2 separate regions of the Rattus norvegicus genome follow, and region 2 is linked to region 1. Evidence: chromatin contacts called from public Hi-C data. All regions are on one chromosome and are shown on one strand. Each heading gives the region's core, a stretch centred on a gene start, on an enhancer-like site or on the middle of the called end of the contact. The rest is flanking DNA. Distances are from core to core; before and after follow the strand shown.

The links. Hi-C and Micro-C count contacts between places; a contact is called where the count stands out from the background.
Region 2: a Hi-C map of liver shows a contact between it and region 1, with 4 times the contacts expected there. The contact joins two enhancer-like sites. A contact is called at or near these places in 3 of 12 Hi-C or Micro-C datasets (kidney and liver).

Annotation. Positions count from the first base shown.
Region 1 is chr2:34,861,103-34,864,709 of GRCr8, reverse strand. No RefSeq gene overlaps it. Among named protein-coding and RNA genes, the nearest start is that of Pik3r1, 170 kb to the right of the region's middle. Within about 2 kb of position 1,754, at least 4 of the 93 cell types and tissues checked have an H3K27ac peak or open chromatin away from gene starts, as enhancers often do. A contact at or near this core is called in liver, where this site is marked.
Region 2 is chr2:35,074,920-35,078,146 of GRCr8, reverse strand. No RefSeq gene overlaps it. Among named protein-coding and RNA genes, the nearest start is that of Pik3r1, 380 kb to the right of the region's middle. Within about 2 kb of position 1,301, at least 4 of the 93 cell types and tissues checked have an H3K27ac peak or open chromatin away from gene starts, as enhancers often do. A contact at or near this core is called in liver, where this site is marked.

The sequences.
Region 1 (3,607 bases), core at 505-3,004:
GACAATCATTAACTCACATTATGAAAGAGCTTTGTTAATGTAAACACACCTTTAACAGACATTTCACTAGCCAGAAGGACTGATAAAAGGTTTGACTGGGAAGGTGGCCACAGACATGACCTGTGTGCCTTTCTAGCCGTTCATCTCTCTTCCTTCTTTTGGGGACTTTTTTTCTTTACCCCCTGCCTATTTCCTATTTATGGCCTTACCATATTTGAGTGAGATGACCAGATGACTAGAAATAGCCTAGGTCGTTTGTTCTGTGAGTAAAGTTAGCTCCTCCCTTCCCTGAAATAATCCATGACTGTGCTTCTCACACTTAATAATGGGTGTGAATCGAAAATATGATAACAGCTGAAGAAAAGAAACATTGAAGCCTCCTTTTTCTAGATCTTATCAGCATCAAAGCTCCGGCTTTGACATTTCTGTTCGTTTCTTTTTCCTCCTCACATGCATGACAGGTCCCAGGAAGGTTTTCTTTTCTTTGCTTTCTCTCTGTTTTCTTCAGACTAAGAAGTGCAGAGAGTGCACCCTGAGCCGGAGTGCAGTGGCGGTGAACAAGCGCTGGCTTGTCTCAGTAATGCACTGCTCAGAGGTTAGCAAAGGGAGACCCAAGAACGGGAGCAGATTGTGCTAATTCCCACACTCTTTGCCTCACTCTCCTCTAGCTGAGGGTAGGGGTACGTGTGGCTAAAGTCACGTTGCAGCCTCGCCTCGAAATGAGGGAAACAATAAGCTAAAAAGCTTCCAGCATAGACTTCCCGCATTGGCCTCCGAAAGTAGAAATGACTACAAGGCAGACTTCCGATCCCTAAAGGGGTTGTTGTGTATGTGAACACACACCACATACACACCATACACACCTACCACACACCATGCATACCACACACACACACACACACACACACACCATACTATACCTACCACATACCACACACACCACATACACCACACACATACCACACATACACACCACATACATATACACATACACCACACACATAAACACACACACCTCATAAACGACACACCCACCACATATACCACACATACCACATACACCACACACCCACCACATACACCACACACACACACCACATACACCACACACACACCACATACACCACACACACACCACATATACCACACACACACACCACATATACCACACACACAAACACACACACACCACATACACCACATACACTACATGCACACATACCACATATACACACAAACACACACACACCACACACACACAAACACACACACACCACATACACCACATACACTACATGCACACATACCACATATACACACAAACACACACACACACCACATACCACACACACACAAACACACAAACACCACATACACTACATGCACACATACCACATATACACACAAACACACACACACCACATACCACACACACACACACACACCACACATAACACACACACACACACACACACACACACACACACACACCATACACCACACATACACACCATCCCTAAAATAAAACTTCTACTGGATACAACTTACAACTGGGACACAGATCTGAACAGGAGACATGTTTCCTCACAACCTGGTTGCCTAGGAGTGTCTTCCTGGACCCCTCTGTACACCACTTCTGTAAATACCTTCAAGATACCCAGCACTCCTCAACACTGCCTCCTGACCCTGAGTACTACCCTGGTTACCAAAGAGTTAGATGTTCTACCTCTGTAAAGGCCACCCCTGAATAGTCTTGCTAATGTATAACTTATCTGTGGAGACAGAGATAAGAAGCCCCAATCGATAGCAGCCTGTGTATAGAACAAAGCAATGGCTTAAATACTAAAGGCCAGGAGCAGCTTGGACGAAATACAGAACTGGGCTTAGGCCAAAGTCTGGCGCTGCTGGTGGTGCAAAGAGGGCAGTTATTTGTGTGGTAGATTCACGGCGTGCACTGCAGCGTAGGCCATCAGCCCTCCTGACTGCCCTTAAGAGGTTTAGACATCCCTATTTGCATTCCCCACACAGCTCTAAGAAGCATCCTGAAGCTTGGCCACAAGCCAACAAGACTTGGAACACTAGGATTCAAGATAACCGTTTTTCTTTTCCCCCTGGTTCACAGTATGTCCGTATTTTTAAATTTGAACTCTCCTTCTAAGCAAGGGGAATTTAATTTTTCAAGCAATAAATTTTTATAGAGAGCAAGGTAAGGAAGTTACTGTCTTGTCTGGTTCTATCCAGCTGGGTGGGGTCTGTGTCCTCTTCCTACCACACTGGCCACATAGGGCATAATAGGGCTTATATACTGGGCTTAGTCTAGATGTAGGTTCTCAGAGCAGTACAGTTTATTGTCTTAATTTCTTTTCCTGTTGCTGTGTAAGATACTTCGGTAAAGGCAACCTAAGATAGAATGGACTTATCTAGTTCAGAGTTCAGGTTACGGTCCATTCTGGCAGAAAAGACACAGTGGCAGGAACCGGAAGTAGCTGGTTACATTCTGTCCCGAGACAGACCGAAAGCACAATGGACACCAGCATGGTGGTGCTCTCCACGCTTTCTCCAGGATTGGCCCTGCTCACGGTCATGGATCAGAACAGTCCTTCACAGACGTGCCTTGAGGCCTATCTCCTGGGTGACTCTAGATTCTGTCAGGGTGACAAGAAGCACTAAACGTCGCGTCTAGAGTAGTCGTTCTCAACCTTCCTAACGCTGTGACCTTTAATACATGTTGTTCCTCATGTTGTACGATCACCCCAGCCATAGCATTACTTTCGTTGCTACTTCATAAATGTAATTTTGCTACTGTTTTGAATCATAATGTAAATATCTATATTTTAAAATCATTTTAGGTGACCCAGGTGAAAGGATTGTTCAACCCTCCAAAACGGTCACAACTCACAGATTGAGAATTTCTGGCCTAGTGGTTGAAACAACCAAATGAGTCACAGTAGGAGCTCACCCTCTTCTTCCCTGCTTGTCTTGTGGGCCCTAGAATTTAGAGGGAGCTGGACTCACGGAAAGTTTTTGGGTGTGGCTTTGCTTTGGAAAACAGAATAAAATTTTAGGTTGTGTGTGTGTGGGGGGGGGTTGTGGTTGTTTTTTGTTTGTTTGTTTGTTTGTTTTGTTTTTTGTTTTTGCCAATTAGCAACAAGCAAAAATACCATGGGAGTGACACCAGTGAGGTCCCAGTCAGGGGCTTTATATTCTCAAAAGGGTGTTGTCCTGTTAACCCAATCTCTTCAACTGGTCATGTAGTTGATACTTATAGCTTTGCTTTTAAATGTCCCCCAGGATGGCACAAGGGTGTCTTGCATTTTGACCACAACTAAATCTGAAGACTGCTTTTGATGGCCCCAGTAACCTGTGCCTCCTGGTTTCCTGCCCTCTAAGTACTTACTTACCTAGAGCATGAGCTGGATTTTTCTTGTGAGGTGCTGAGACTCGAACCCAAGACCTTACGCATTGCTAGGTAACATCTCTACAACTAAATCCCAGTCTCCAAGATCCGCATCTACGGAGTAGAATACAACAAAAGTAATGCTGTACGTTTTTCGAGACTGGAAAATGTGTGCCCAGGGCTTCCATTTTTCTAGCACTCTCATCCCCA
Region 2 (3,227 bases), core at 52-2,551, 210 kb before region 1:
CAAGTCAAGGTAGTTAACAGGAAAGTCAGGCCAATTCAGTGGGCTTCATCATCAGGGAGAGAGCAAAGGAAGAGGAGAAGCGATAAGTTTGAGGCACATTTCTCAGGATCCTTTGAAGGAGAGTCTAGCTTGGGTGGGGTTGCATGACAGGAGAGAGGAATCACAAATATGAAGCGTGATGAGACCGTTCCAGGCACTTTGCCTCATACAGAACATCCGCCATTGCTTCTTTGGATATCCCCTCGTTATCTCACAGGTGAAGAGAATGCAGCATCTGGACTTGAGGTAAGTCTTTTGAGCTTTCACATCCAGATGTAAGATTTCCCTGTATACAGAATTTACAATATAAACAGGAGCACCACAAGAAGAAGTGAAAACAAAAAGACTTGTCCCTCCCTCTGCTGGGTTTGTTTGACCTACGTTTTCACATGGAACTGTAGCACCCAAGTTCAGTGTTGCTGGCAACCCAGAGATAGTCACAGATATTTCTAGGCTAATTATCTAAATTGAGGGAAAGACTCTGTTTTTCAGTACTGGACTATGGCATCATAGGTTTTCTATCTAGGTTGTATTTTGTATTTAAATATGTTTTCTTCCTGAAAGTCACCCTGAGTCGTAGCGTAGCTCTGCAGTGGCGACCACCTAAACACATCGTCTGACTTCGAGAATTCAATCATGGGCTTCAGAGTGCACTGCTGCCTTTGCTTTAAGAAAAATAAGCAAGAGTAGAGAAAAACAGCGGACAAGATATTTCTTCTTCAAGATTCTATTTGTCATCTAGACCTCTGGAAGCAAAGCACTAGATAGGCTTCCCTGAATAGCATGATTAATTAGTTCCTCAGACCACAGTTACTGCATGTAATTGGGGTGCCTTTTCATTTGATTTCCTTTGTAAACGGTTCTACCGTTCTCAATTTCCTTCGTGCTCTTGTTCTTCCTCTTAGAAGTGTAAGTTTAGCAAATCAGCCTGGGTGAGAGGAGATTGTCTCGGTGGTCTTCTGTCATCATAGAACACCACAGACTTTTTCTATTTTAGGAATGAAATGCCCTTGAGGGCCAGCCTTGTAAGGTTTATAATTCCCCTTGGTGGCCACACACTTCATGATCCTTTCAAACATAGATCTCAACAGGAAAGAATGACTTGATAACCTGTCAAATAGTTCCAGGATCTGCAAAGATACCACGCAGAAGCTGTCTTATCACTGTGAAAACGTGTTCTATTCTCTGACTATCATCTGAGTTCATCTTCCCTTCTGCTTTACACCTCTGACCTTTGCTACTGCTTCTCAGTAAGAGCTTTCAGCCTAGACCACAGAGAACGTGCTGTGTGTTCTATGCCACACACTGTATGTTACCTGTGTTACACTGCACATGGGCATCTGGGTGTGCCAGACCTCAAATATGCTACTAAGGCTTCACTATGAACCACCAGTAGTTGTCAATCCTGAGATTCACCTGAAAAAATCCAATTCCAGCATTGTGGCCAAATTTAAAGCAAGCATTATTAAATATTAACTATGGACCAAGAGATGGACTTTGGCCAGACCCAGTCCCTGGAATTTCCCAGCCAAAATGACCCCGAGTCACATGTAGCCGAGGCTTATAGGGATAAACCTATAGGCCACTGTACTTTCCCATGAGGCTTTGTTATTTTCCAAGAACCACAACTCCCAGCATTCCAGGAAGTTACCAAGTTCTTGACCTATTGAGGCTTACAGGCTAATTTTGAGCATTAGGTAACATCTCCAAATCCTTCGCTTTTTTTCTCTATAGTGGGTTGGTCTGATGCTGCTTGTATTTTAATGCTATTACTGGTTCCTTAAGACCCCAGAGGTGAGAAAGTCCACATGTAGATCCAAGTGACATTATGTGACCTTGCTCCCAAGTTTTTTCTGATTGGTAACTAAAATTGCTGACAGCCAATAGCTGGGCAGAAGAGACGTAGGCTTTTCAGGATGGAGGTCAGAGGAGAAACAGAAGGCAGAGGGGAGAAGGTAAACAGAGGAGAAGCTTCCATGGGTTAGGTGAGTCATAAAACTGTGGCCCTGAGAGCTGGCCAATTGGAGTTAAGAGCAGCCCAGATGAAGTATAGTAAGTAATAACTAGTAGTTATCAATAGGAAAGTAGATTCTAAGAGCATACAGGGTAGATATCTGCCCAACTCTTGTGCTGGTTGAGGCTTATTGTAAATAATAAAAGTTGTGTGTCCTTTACCTGGGAACTGAATGAGCAGGGCAGGTTCAACCTCTGAGTTGGGGTTAAATGATTTCTCCATTTCCCCATTATGCCTCAGATACTGTTAGCTCAGCTCAGTTCCATTTCTTCTTTAAGAGGTATTTCAAAAGTGTGTTTAACTCCCGCACAGTGGTGGCACTTTGTCTTGTACTAATTTACAATCATTTTAAAAGAATGATTGTCAGATAGAGCCAAAAATTTCTTTTAAAGTATTGAATATATGAGATTATATGTAATGTCTGTGATGTGCATGATTATTAATCATATATGTACATTAGTGCCATGCAGACTAGAGTCACACTAAAGCAAAAGGGGTGTAATGAAGTAATTGTTGGGGAAGTCTATAACTTTTTCAATATAGGGCTAATCACACTTGTGTCTCCATTTACTGACTGCTCCTGAGACTTACAGATCTCTCTTATGACTTCAAACCAGAGCCGATTGTCCAATCTTCCACCGGCAGAGATTCAATTATAAGTAGAACCATAGATGAATATGTTTAGGAAACAGGACCAGCAGGTACGGAGCAGCACAGTGAAACCTTTGAAAAGTCATAAGTTGGTCTACTGTGGCCCAAATTCATCTTTTTGTTTTATTGTTGTTTGTTTGATTGTTGTCCTGACATCATCCCCGAAACCCACACAGTACAGGTAGGATTTCTGAGAACTAAAATGAACCTAAAATTGTGTCCTAACAGTTTCATTGATTTTCATTAATCATTCAATTCTTCCCTCTAAATCTTGGAGCATCATTGAAAATCAAGCTTTTGTTTACCAGAGACAAATTTATACTCCATCAAAGGTCAAGTTATCATCCTCCAAAAGGTTAGTTAGAGATGGCTGGCTTGAAGGGCGATACAAGTTGAATTTGCAGCACTCTGCTCACCCCATCAAGTAGACCTGCCTTCCTTGCCACCCTTCTTAGCTCAACCTGCCTTCTTCCCACTATGACTCGAAAACAAGAATACATCAATGTATTTGAGAGAATCCAAT